Regions from separate parts of the Sus scrofa genome. Here region 1 is linked to region 2. The links are chromatin contacts, called in public Hi-C maps. All regions are on one chromosome and are shown on one strand. The core of a region is the stretch at or near the end of the contact, and the rest is flanking DNA. Distances in the headings are between cores, read along the strand shown.

The links. Hi-C and Micro-C count contacts between places; a contact is called where the count stands out from the background.
Region 1: a contact with region 2 is called in a Hi-C map of liver, with 7 times the contacts expected there. The contact joins the promoter of PANK4 here to the promoter of PEX10 in region 2. A contact is called at or near these places in 1 of 5 promoter capture datasets (liver), 5 of 47 Hi-C or Micro-C datasets (heart right ventricle, liver and skeletal muscle) and 1 of 2 datasets of contacts at active chromatin or transcription factors (skeletal muscle).

What each region holds. Positions count from the first base shown.
Region 1 is chr6:64,406,091-64,412,132 of Sscrofa11.1, forward strand. PANK4 (pantothenate kinase 4) reads right to left here and starts at 1,353. Exons shown (of 19, transcript XM_003356124.5): 1 at 878-1,353. The coding sequence starts at 1,001. It overlaps HES5 (transcription factor HES-5), which reads right to left and starts at 4,451. Exons shown (of 3, transcript XM_021097834.1): 1 at 4,353-4,451; 2 at 4,105-4,270; 3 at 3,020-4,015. The coding sequence starts at 4,406. The coding sequence ends at 3,741.
Region 2 is chr6:64,315,607-64,322,110 of Sscrofa11.1, forward strand. It overlaps PEX10 (peroxisome biogenesis factor 10), which reads right to left and starts at 2,087. Exons shown (of 7, transcript XR_002344849.1): 1 at 1,852-2,087; 2 at 852-932; 3 at 1-516.

The DNA.
Region 1 (6,042 bases), core at 103-2,602, 90 kb after region 2:
GCCCGGCACGACGTCCAGCAGAGCACGGATCCCTCAGGTTCCCTCTCGGGGAGACAAGCTCCAGGTCACAGAGCTGCCCACGCCCACCCCCACCCCCGCCCCGCCTGGCTCTGCCCCGCCTCCAGGCCAGTCTCCTAAAGCCCACTGCGGTTTCCAGGTGGGGACTAGGGACGCGGGCCACTCTCCGCCCCCACTTCTCTGGACGGCCCCCTCCCCCAAAACCCGTGACTCCAGGGACCCCCCCACCCACCCAAGGACAGGGGAGCGGGCCGGTCCAACCCCTCCAGGAGAGGAGCGCCACGATGGGCCAGGCCTTGGGGGGTCCCGGACCACGCGAGCTCGGGCCGCAGCCCGGATCGGCTGCGACCGCGAGAGGCAGGGCCGCCCCACTCAGCGCGCCGCACGCAGGCAGGGCGACAGCAGCCTAGCGTTGGCGGTCGGCCGGCCGGGTCGCCGCGCCTCCTCCTCAACGGAGACAAGGGCCAGCGCGCCAGGGTGGGAGGAGGGCCCTGCGGGGGGGCGGGGCACGGGCACTTTCGACCTGAGTCCGCGCCTAGGTCGACAAACCGCCGGCCCCTGAGCTCCCGCCGGGCAGCCTCTCCCGCGGGACTACGAACCCCGGCATGCCCCGCTCCGGTCGTGAGGCGCCTGCCGGGAGCTGTAGTCCCGCTGCCACGGCTAGCGTGCACCTGTAGACGGTAGCGAACTACAAGGCCCGATAGGCCATGCGCGCCCGCAGCCGCGGACTACAAAGCCCGACAAGCCTTTGGCGCCGCGGCCCACGCCCCGCCCTTCGTCCTTGCCACCGCCCCGGCCCGCCGGCCCCGCGCCCACGCCCACCCCCGCCGCCCAGCTCCCCTCGCCCGCCCGCAGCGACCTATATCTATGGCGAAGCGCTTGGCGTTCTCCAGGTTGCGGAAGATCTCGTCGGGGGGCAGCGTAATGCTCTTGTCCAGGCTGTCCCCGCTGCTCCCGCTGCCGCTCGCTCCACACTCCGCCATTTTGAATGTGCCCGGCCAGTCTCATCAGCCATGGAGATATATGCGCATATATTTGACTGTTAAGCGCCTCCTGTGCATATATTATGCTAATGATCCCGGGCAGGCCCCCGCCCCCCGTCTCCGCTGCAGCTCGAAGCGCCGACTCGCGCTGGCCAGGAAGCGGGCTCCAGAGACCCGGCGGTGGGCAGCTCACGCAAAACCTCTGGGCTGTCGTCGTCTCTGCTGTCCCTTCACTGAGCTGGCCGGATGCTGACCTCAAGTGATCTGAGCAAGTGCAGAGGCGGCACCTGGGGCTTGCAGCCCACCAGACGGACCGCTTCTGTCAGCGAGTGGTACTGAAAAGCTTGGCAACTACGGCAAAGGTGCTTGAGCGCCACCAGCCTGGATCCCTGGGAGCGCAGGGCCGCCGGTGCCCCACTTCCCATGCAAACAAGGAGTAGTTGGTGACTTTGCCCCCTAGGAGCCCCCACCCCGCCCCGCCCAGAATCTCTTGTGATGCAGTGGGTTAAGGGTCTGGTGTATGTAGTCTGCGTTGTGGCTGGGGCTCAATCCCTGGCCCAGGTACGTCCACATTCAGCAGCGCAGCCAAAAAAAAAAAAAAAAAAAGAAGAAGAAGAAGAAAAGGGGGCAAGAAAATGCAGGGGAAGGCACGAGAGCCTGCCTGGAAAAGGTTACTTTTCTGGCAAAAGAGGGACACTGTGGAAGTTTGCAGGGAACAAGCTGAGAAAGCTCCCAGTTGGTGTTGGGGATGGGCTTCCAGGGCTGGTTACTGAGAACCTCGGGGATGGGTGTACTCCTAAGGCAGCGAGGCGCTTTGTGAAAGAGCCCCGTGTTGGCCCTTAAGGTGGCTTTGGACCTGCCTCTAGGTGACCCTGAACCAGCTACTTTGAGTCTTTGGCTTCCGGCCTTGAGCGTGCTACCAGTTGCCTGGTAGGGCCCATAGGAGCACAGGCCCTCCAGAGACAAAAACTCAGAGCTCCAGGGGTGATTCGGGGGAGGGGCTGGTGCACCAGGAGGGCTAGCAGCCTTGTGGGCCAGCCTGGCCAGGGGGCACTCCCACGAGGACAGCGGTTGCCCCTGCTGAGTGCTGCCCCTGCTGAGTTCATGGACGTGCCTGCCTTACAGCAGTAGATGTGGAGGACGTGGGAGGGGCTTCCCATCCCTGGCTCGGCAGTCCCAGGGCTCAGCAGGGACCCCAGAGGCCACTAGCAGCACTGCTCTGGACGTCCCCCGCAGGGTGGACAGACAGGGATGGAAGGCGAGCAGGAAGGAGGGAGGGCCAGCCTGGGCACCTCCAGGTTCCTGCAGCCTGTGGCCTGCCTAAAAATAGATGCCCTTTCCAAGGCAAGGCCTGCCCTTGGCAGGTTTGTTGCCAGCACTGCCTGTTTTGCTCCAGGGAGCAGTCGGGCTGCAGGGAAGTCTGGGCAGCCACCTGTGGGTTGTCCAGGAAGGTGCCCTCAGGAGCTCGTCCAAGTGCGAAGGCTGTTGGATATGCAGGGAGAGGCCACCATCTCCTGTGCGTTGGAGCCAGCTAAGCCCCATTTGCTGCAGCAAGAGATCCCTGGCAGGCTGTGGCTTTCTGGTCTCTCTCAGCTGGACAGAGCCGGAAGGTCCCCACCCCCACCCGCAGGGAGCTAGAGAGGTCTAGGGCTGGAACCCAGGCCCCCCAGCTCCTCCCCACCGCATCCCCTCCTCCTGCATCCAGGGAGCTCCACAAGGCCTGCTCCCTTCCAGCCCGCCTCTCCTCTGCTTCCCCAAGCCCTGCTTCTCCCCTGCCTCTGGGCCTGTTCCCTTGCCCCTCAACACTGGCTTCTGCTCTGCCTCCCTCCCCCCTCCCTCCTCCTTCCTCCCTCCTCCCCTCAGTGGGTGCCCAGCCCTTCCTCCAGAGGGTCACTGGCCGGGACACTGCCCACCCGTGGTTGCATGCCAGCATAGAGCCCACCCCCCGCTTCATCCCGGCAGACCCGCCTGCCAGGCGGCTGCCAGGGGCCCATGTGAGGCACAAGAGACAGGCGGTGGAGGGGGCTGAGTAGTCAGATTTTATTAGAAGAGTCTCGAAGAGCAGTCCCGTGGCTCCCACGTGACCGAGAGTTCAAATTCTGAGTACAGAGTCGTGCCCACGCACACCCACCCACACGGGAATCCTTTAAGGATCATGTGGAGGACCCTCCCCCCCCACACACAGCCCACTGTGAGCCCCGAACCAGATGACCAAGCCGACGCAGGGGCCCCTCAGCCATGGCCCTGCCTGGTCCTTCCGCACCCATCCAGGCTGACTCTCTTTCCTATGAGGATACACCTTGAGCTCCGCCTTTACAAAAGGCAAATGTGCCCATGGCACGGCCGGCCCGCTGGCCCGGCAGCACCGGATCTGAAGCAAGCCCTCTACTCGCGGGGCGCTGGCTGGCCGAGCCCCGCCGCCTACAAATATCATAGAACCCCCGCAGCAGCGGGGACTTCCCAGAAGTCACTTGCTGAAATGCAAACACAGAGCAACCCCATGGGGTCGGACATTTGGCAGAAGATGGGCCCTGATTGTCCTAAGTGACAAGGACTCTGCGCACACATTCTCTGAGAATGACCCTCCCGCTGGCCCGCCAGCCTGGAGAGAGAGCCCCTGGAGAGGGGCTGGTGCAAGCCAGGGGCGGCACAGACGAGGGGAAGGCCCTTCCCTCCGCCGGAGGCCCGCGCTGGCCCTCTGGTCCTTGGGTCAGGGAGGCTGCCCGCCGGTCCCGCCGGTCACCACGGCCGCCAGAGGCCGCAGGCGGGCTGGCGCGCGGCGGCGGCGGCGGCGGCCTTGGCCGGGGTGGGCGCGGGCGCGGTGCCGGGCGCCTTGGGCTCCTTGGCGGGCGTGGCGGGCGCGGCCGGGGGTCGCTGGAAGTGGTAGAGCAGCTTCATCTGCGTGTCGCTGGCCGCGTGCAGCGTCAGGAACTGCACGGCCTCCTGCAGGCACCACGAGTAGCCCTCGCTGTAGTCCTGGTGCAGGCTCTTGGGGCCGGCGGCGGCGGCGAAGGCTGCGGGGAGCCGGGAGGCGGTGAGGCGAACGGCGCGCGGCGCGGGGGCGTTGGGGCGCGGGGCGGGCCGGGGCGGGGGGCCGGCTCACCTTTGCTGTGTTTCAGGTAGCTGACGGCCATCTCCAGGATGTCGGCCTTCTCCAGCTTGGAGTTGGGCTGGTGGCGCGCGAATTCCTGCTCCAGCAGCAGCTTCAGCTGCTCGATACTGCTGTTGATGCGGTCGCGGCGCATCTTCTCCACCACCGGCTTCCGCAGCTGCGGGAGGAGGGGGCGTCAGCGGGGCCGCGAGGGCGCGGGGGCGGCGGGGGGCCGCGCTCCGGGCGGCCCGGGCACTTACTCGGTTCTTCTCTTTGGGGCTGAGCAGCTCCACGGCCACGGTGCTGGGGGCCATGCCTGGCGCGGGCAGCGGCGAGTCGGCGAGGAGGCAGGGAGCGGAGCGGGCGCGTCCCGGGCTGGCGCGGACCCCGGCCCCTATATAGGCGCGGGCGGCGGGCTGGCGCCTGGGGTCCGGGCGCCGCGGCCGTTCCCACACTCGGCGGCCAATGGCGGCGCGGGCCGCACAAAGGCGCCGGCCCATTAGCGCACGCTAAATTGCCTGTGAATTGGCGCGGGCACAATGGGCGCTCCCCGAGGAGCAGGTGGGCCGCGCGGCACAATGTCCGGGCTGTGGGAACGCGCTCGCCCTCATTAGCATCCCGGGGCCTGATGCTGGGAGCCCCGCGCCTCAATATGCTGCCTTTTCCCAGGCCGCGGGGCCGAGGGTGGGGGCAGGAAGGAGCGGCGCCCCTCCTCGCCCCTCCCCTCCCCTTTTCTCTGCACCCTCCCTCCTCCCCACCGACTCCCCGCTGCTGGCAGATCAAGGAAAAGCTTTAGAATACACAAGTGCAGCGGCTCCCAGGGGATGGGCGCCCTCCCCGCCGGGACCTGCCGGCTGCCCCTCGGGGGTGGGGTGGGGTGGCGTGGGGGGGATCAGAGGAAGCCTCGCTTCTCCTGCACAGGCACAGCCGTCTCCCTCCGCACGGGTGGAGTAGGTGCCCAGGCTCTTAGGGTCAGACCTCCTGGCATAGGTGGCAAGTCCCCAGACTGTCACCTGGGACACGTGACTTCAAGCTAGAACAAGGGCTGCCGTGCCTCCCTGGTTGGGCTTTGGGCAGCTTCAGGGCGCCAGCGTACCTGCAACGTCCCGCATGGAGCCGGGCACCTAGGCAGTCCCCCCAGGGCTGCTGCACCACCCCATCCTCCAGGGAGCAGTTTACAGGCTGAGGCATCTGGGTGCTCTGAACCAGCAGTTGCCCTCCAGGGTCCCCCCATTCCCATCTGGATGGGAGTCCGAGGGAGGCCATCCAGTGAACATGCGAGGGAGGGCACATGACTCCCTGCATGCTCCCTGCAGGGGTGCGGTCACTGCTGCCACGCGACTCGAGCCTTGGCCGCCCACGGCCTTTTGCACAGCCCGCGAGCACGTGTAGGGTTTGCCGGCCTTAGGCATTCTGCCAGCAGTGGGAAGGGGGTGCCAGGTGGCCGACATGGTGAGGCTCCTGCGTGGAGCCCACATGAATGCTGTACCAGCTCAGACCCACCGGAGGAACAGAGGCTCTCGGTACCTGGTCAGGCCAGCCCCCAGCCCCACGCTGGGTCCCCAGGGGAGGGACCCCTCCGCCCAGAACAGCTGCTTTCCTTTGGTTTTCTGCAACCAGGAGTCCAGGTCTGCAGGGACTGGGGGAGGGGGTGAGGCTGGGGCTGCCTTGGAGGGAGGGGCAGGGTGAGAGCCAGCCAGGTCCAGCGGGGAGCCGGCGGCTGGCATCAGGGCGCTTTAGTCAGTGTTCACGGAGCCCAGTTCCCTGGATGGCAGCCACATCCGAGTGTAGCAGGGCCTTCACGAGGGTCTTGGCAGTGACTCTGAGCCACGAGTGGCCTGTCAGGTGGACCAGCTCAAGAGTCGGCAGCACAGGGAGCCTTTGGTAACCCAGAGATGGGCCTATCTGGGAAGGCGGATGGTGTTGGGACGACCAGGTTGGGCTCTGCTT
Region 2 (6,504 bases), core at 837-3,336:
GAAGGTTCTGGCTCCAGGCCTGTGACTGCTCGTGGACAGAGGCCCGGAAAAGCCAGCTCCCTGCTGATGAGCCAGAACCGAGCAGGTCCAGGTGGCACCAGTTACTTACATAGGTGATGCCAGTGAACCTCTTGGCCAGGTGGTAGAAGGCACCGTGGATGTAGAACCAGGCAACGTGGAGCCGCCGGAGGCAGCCAAGGACCTGCCTGAGCATCCCCGCGGCCTGCAGAAGCGCCCTCTGCTGCTGCTCCGTCAGGGTGGCCGTCCGCCTGCGCACCCAGCGCCTTGGGGCTGACTGGCTGCGTGCAGTGGGCGCCAGGCTGCCCTGCGTGGGCCGGGTGCTGTCGCCGGCCACCTGCAGCTCGTGCTCCAAGTGGAGCAGGGCCTTGTCCAGCACGTAGGGCAGGACGGTGTGCAGAGCCACCAGGATCCCGCGGCGCAGCCTGGAGGGCACTCGGCTCTGGGACGGGTCCACCTGGACGACGCTGACGTACTCTTCCCCAAGGGTCTGGTAGCCTGTGGGGGATGGGGACCTGGCAGCAATCTCCTTCCCTCTACCACGGCCGCCCCTCCTCTAAAAGACGAGGCTCCCTCAGGGCGGGCCCCCGGGGCCATGAGTTCAGCCACAGACACACAGTCCCGGGGCCTGCATGACAGGACTCTCAGTTTCCAGGGGCCCTGGCCTGGGTTTGGGCCTGGCCTCTCATCCAGGGAAGGGGCTCTGCTTCCCTGAGGCTGGTCTGGGCCAGGGACACCAGGAAGCACCTCCAGAAGCTCCTTCCTTGGCTGGCAGCCCCTCTCCTGTCCTCTGGGTGTGTCGTGGGTCCTTCGGTCCCGCCTGGGGCTGCTACCTGCAAGTGTGGTGAGGCCGAAGTAGGCTACATCCGACACCAGCTCGAGCTCTCTCCTCCACTCCAGCCACTTCTTCGCACCTGAGAGAAGAGAGAGCCTGTTACTGAGGGCCGGGGGGTGAGGCGGTGCGCTGGTGAGAATTAGAAACAGCTCTCTCTCCTGCTGCCAGGGCCCCGCCCAGTCCCCGCTCCAATGGCTGAGACTGGTCTAAACCACACTCTGTTCTCTCCCTGGCCTTCTGTGCTGTCCACTCTGCTCCATCCATACCTGCCTCACCTGGGCCGCTGAGTGTCCTGAGAACCTACCCACCAACAGCCCTCTCCCCCTCCAGGACCCACCTGGGCAACTGTTCCAGAGCCCAGAAGGGCCACAAGGACAGACGGGGTAGTACAGTGACCAGAAGCTCAAGCTGAGCCCACCGTCCAGCATCAAATCCTAGCTCCCCACAACAATGGCAGTGACCTCAGGCAAGTTACAACATTTCCCTGTCAGTAACAGGTCCTAACTTGCAGGGATGTGTTCAGAATAAAAGAAGTTAATGTTCTGAAGCACAGAGAACAGGGTCTGACACAAAGTAAGGCAAAAAATTAGCAAAAATAAATACACAAGTGGGTGCCTCCCTGCTGACGGCCACCCAAGTCCCGAATCTACGGTCCGGCCTCGCCTCGGCTGTTCCGAGTAGCAGCCCAGCTGTGGGCCAAAATCCACCCCAGGCTTTCGTCCGTCCACTGGGCTCCACTGCCGCTGCTCAACGGGGGCCTTCGTGTGTCCCCAGAGCCGTGGACGCTCCCACAGCTGGCGCCTGATCCCCACCCCGCCCCCGGCAGCCGGGGGCGAAGACCGAGGCGCTCGCTTCTTCCTGCAGCTCAGGTCTCAGCGCGGCGCGCAGGGCCTGGCCGAGCCCGCGGTGGCCGAGCCGACGGGTTTGGGGCTCGTCCGCCCGCCTGGCCCCCCAGCCTGGCGCCCAGGACCACCCGCGGGCCCCCCCAGAGGCCTCACCCGCCAGGCTGTGCAGGGCGTCGCCCGCCGCACTCCGCAGCCCGCCGCGGTAGTAGTCGTCCTTCTGCGCCGCACGGACCACCTCCGGGGGGCTGGCGGCCGTAAGAGCCATCGCCGAGGGCTTGGAGTCGAAGGGACCTGCGGCCTCGGCGACACGGAGACGGCCACGCCCACGCGGCGGCGCCAGATGACGGCCGGGGCTCGGGCTCGGCGTGGCGCGCGGCACAGACCTTGAGCGTCACAGCGCGCGGGGCGGGGCCGAGCCGGCGGGGCGGGGCGGGGCGGGGCGGGGCGGGGCGGGGCGGGGCGGGGCGGCAGAGGCCAAAGCCGAGCCCGCCCGGCTCTGTGCCGGGTCGGGTCTGTGCGGGGCGATCGCGGCCCGGGGGAGGGCAGGCGCAGAGCAGGAGGGGCGGATAGGCGGGGCATGGGGGCGAGGGGCCATGGGGACAGCCCTCAGGTATTGCGAGGAACGTCAGAGCCGGCGCGGGCGCCCTCCCCGGTGCGGAGACAGTCGTCCGCTCTCTGGGGCAGGAAGTGAGGAGGGCGTTGCTCCCTCTCCTTGCAGTGCCCTCCGCGGGGTGCTGGCATCCCTTGTGCTCTAATCCCTGCGACCACCCCCCGCCCCCCGCGGGCTGGCGGAATAGGATCTGGGGCCCAGGGCGGGGCCAGGAGTACGGATTCTTGAACTACGGTGTTTATACTGGTGGCCCCCCAGGCCCCACAAGTGCAGACCCCTGACCTCTCTGAGCTGCTCTCATAAGTGGGACCGAGGGAGACTTGGGGGCCTTGGGAGGCCATGCACTAGGGGGGACAGAGGTAGGAGAGACTAGCACCTGGGCACAGGCACAGCTGGATTTGAGCTGCAAGGAGGACCCAGGGAGGAGCCCCGGGGGAGGACAGTGGGAGGAGGAAGTGGGGCACCCTGAGGGCTCTGGGCCTGGAGCAGGTCACAACATCTGCATCTGTGCCCCAGACCAGAGGGGTCCCAGTGAAAAAGGGCCCCGTCCTGTGGGCACAAAGGGGGGGCTGTGGGACCAGCAGGAGAGAAAAAATGCAGGTGAACCTAGGGGGTGGGGGAGTCACCAGCAGTGACTTTGGCCAGCAGGCCGTGGCTTGAGACAGGCTGCAGCTCTTGGCTTCACTTCTGCTCCTGTATCCCGGCATCAGCTGTGGGTACGTGCCCAGGCTGGTGCAGCTCAACCCCCTGGAATTGAGCTGTGGGCACAGTCTAGAGCTTATCGGGGCCCCACAGCTGTAGGCAGCTCTTAGAGGGAAGGGGCAGAAGCTGGATGGTCCCACAGTCCTTCCTGCTAATGAAGCGCCTCTGTCCCTTCAGAGTGGCACCCCTGCCTGTGGGTACACCCTGTTTCCTGAACGCAGAGGCTGCCTGCTCCTTTGGCTTCCAGCCTGGGGTGGACAGACTCACAAGCGGGGCCTGGGGGAGACACTGATGCCTCAGAAATTTCTGGTCAGTCCTCACCCAACAGGCTGAAACACACTGCTCCTTCCTGACCACAGAGACGCCCTGGCCTGTGTCCACTGGCACCAAGTTGGAGCTGGAGTATTTTTTATTTTTTATTTTTATTTGTTGGTCTTTTTTAGGTCTACGCTTGTGGCATATGGAAATTCCTAGGCTAGGGATCTACTCGGAGCTACAGGTGCCGGCCTACACCACAGCTCACGAGACACGGGATCTGAGCTGCGTCTGTGACCTACACCACAGCTCACAGCAACGCCTGATCCTTCACCCATGGAGCAAGGCCAGGGATCATACCCTCATCCTCATGGCTACTAGTTGGCTTCGTTACTGCTGAGCCACGATGCGAACTCCCTGGAGGAGGTTTTGTCCCCTTTCTCAAGATCACCAGCTGGCTCCTTCAGGAAGCCTGAGGGGTGGGCACTTCCCTGGGCACCGCACCCCACTGGCAGGTCCCAGCTCCCTGCCCAGGACAGCATCCTCCCCTGTCTTCTCACTGGCACACTCACCGGGCTGGGTGAGGCCGTAAATGTTACTGAGTGTCTGTTCTCAGGGACATGGGGCCTGGGATCCAGCTGGGTTCAGACCTCCTCAGTTTCCTGGTTGGTGCTGTGGGGGGCTTGCTGTTTGGGGTTGCCCCCAGGTCCCCAGGGCCCCCAGGAAGATGACTTGGGTTTAGGATCAAATTCAAGAATGGCCAGCAGGTGGCGCCGTTGGCCCATCTGCTCCAGCAGGTCAGCGGGTAGAGTTTCACCCTGAGAGTGAATCTGGATCAGAACCAAAGGAGAACGAGGTGGGCAGCCTGGTGGGCAAGCCGGTGGCCAGCTGGCCGGCTGGCCACCTGGTCTGGGTCATTCTGCTGGGAGGCCTTCTTGCTTGGGTGGCTGCCGTGGGGTCTGGCCTGGCCCACGGAAGGCAGGGCAGGATGGGTGGGCTCCAGGCCTCTGACGCCAGCCAAGGCGGTCTCACCGTGTGAACTTCCCCGCGAGTCTCCAGGGCTCAGGGTTTCCGTGGCTGCCGGACATGGGACTGTGTGCACCCTTGTCCTAGGTGGGGGCAGGGCATGGAGCTCCCGCAGAGCCCTCCCTGGACCCCCGGTTCCTCGACCTGTCCTAAGAGGGGGAGCACGTGCCTCTCATCGTCCAGGGGTGGCAGAGGGGCCGGGGGACATGGGAAAGCGGCACCAGCCTTGCTGCCATCCCTGACTGGGCAGGTGCCTCGGGGGTGCTGAGCAGAGGTGGGCCCTGCTGTCCTTTGAGGGGGTGCCTCCTGTCGGAGGTGGGGGTGCGTTGTGGGCAGCTCCAGCTCTGGCCCCGGGTGTGGGGCTGGCGTGGCTTCTTTCCTCCGTCCCCTGCAGCCCCAGCCTGGGTGGGTGTGGGGCTGGGAAAGAGCCCACCGCCCTGCCCTGACCCCAATGACCATCAGGGCAGAGAGACTCCCTTGGGACAAACCCCGAGAACATTCCTCCAGCCGGTGGTGGTGGTGGTGGTGGTGGTGGTGGCGGCAGCCGCGGGTCTGGTCCCTGGAGGTGCTCAGGGTGGGAGTGCGGTGGGCACAGGGCGGGCTCAGGATGTGAGAATTAACATGAGTCTTTTCTATCAAAGGACGTCTTCCTGCTTTCCTGAGACACCCACCTCACCGCCCTCTTTAATTTGTAATTTTTTTGTTCTTTTTATCTTTTTGCCATTTCTTGGGCCGCTCCCGTGACATATGGAGGTTCCCAGGCTGGGGGTCTAATTGGAGCTGCAGCCGCCAGCCTCTACCACAGCCACAGCAACATCAGACCCGAGCCGCATCTGCGACCTACACCACAGCTCACGGCCACGCCAGATCCTTAACCCACTGAGCGAGGCCAGGGATCAAACCTGCAACCTCATGGTTCCCAGTTGGATTTGTTAACCACTGAGTCATGACGGGAACTCCCGCAGTAACCGTTTGTTTCAAGTTAGCCAACCAAGAAGAATGTGCGCCCTGACCTGACCCATGGGAAGGGGCAGGTCCATCACCTGCGATCGGGATAAATGGGGGCTCTTCCCGCTTTTGCGCGCGCTTTTGGAGCGCCCGCGCCCTTCTGCCGAAGTCAAGAGCCTTGTCGACGTCTCCCCATGTTCACGTGTCTTGTTGTCCAACAGTGACGATCTGAGCCGGAGTCACTTTTCCCCCACAAGGATGAGGGTGCCTGGACTAGGAGGTGAGTTACCGCCATAGGTGGGTGGCACCCCCAGAACTGAGCTGGGGCTCCCACAACCCCTCGGGCGGAGGCCTCCCCCAGTGTGGGGGCCGCTGGCAGGGGAGGCCCTGCTTCGGGACCTGCCGTGGTGTTCTGTCCATGACTCGTTAGCTGGCGTCAGGTCAAGGGCTGCCTGGGGCCTGGGCTGGCCTAGGAAGTGATGGTACGAGGTTGCAGGGCACCGGCAGCTGGCTAGGAACCCTGCCTGTGGCAAGGGCCAGCGTGTCCCTGTTGCTGGCCTGGGACGGAGAGGCCCGCGTCCTGGCCCAATGGTGTGTCTGACAGGAGCACAGCTGGCCCAGAGCTCTGGGGCCACTGTCAGGGCTTCAAGGAGCAGGACACAGGAATCGAGCCCGAGGGGCCCAGCAGGGAAGGGGCACCACCCCTAGGGCAGAGCTGAAGGTCAAAGTTCAGAGGGGCCAGGACACGGACCCGCTCCGGAGGTGGGGAAGGGACAGGGGTCTGGCCCTGTGGCCCTGGCCTGGGAGGGGCCTCGGGGCAGAGGCTGGGGGCAGGCGTTGCCTCGGCCCTGTCCCTGGACCAGACTGCAGGGCGTGCCACAGAGGGGGGCTTGTTACCACACAGCTCCTCCTGGGGTGGGGGGCCCTGGGTCCAGTGTGTGCCCTCTTTAATCAGGCAGCAGCCTTTCCCCCAGTTCATTGGAGGCTCTGGGGGACGGAGGACACGGGTTGTCGCCCCAGGTCTGCAGACGCCGCGAGGGCCGGTGGGTCCCTGGGTTGGTCTGGAATTCGGGTGGGCAGCGCAGGATGCTCTGTGGGTCCGCCGCGGCAGAGCAGGGCAGCGAGGTGGGTGGGCGACGGCTGCCGTGGCCTTGGGTGGCGTTTCCCTTCCTGGAGCTGGTGGCTCTGTCTGTTGTCTTGGTTTATTACCTGTGCTCACAGCCTCAGCAGGGCTGTCCCACTCCCCCCTACCCCCGGGCCTGGAG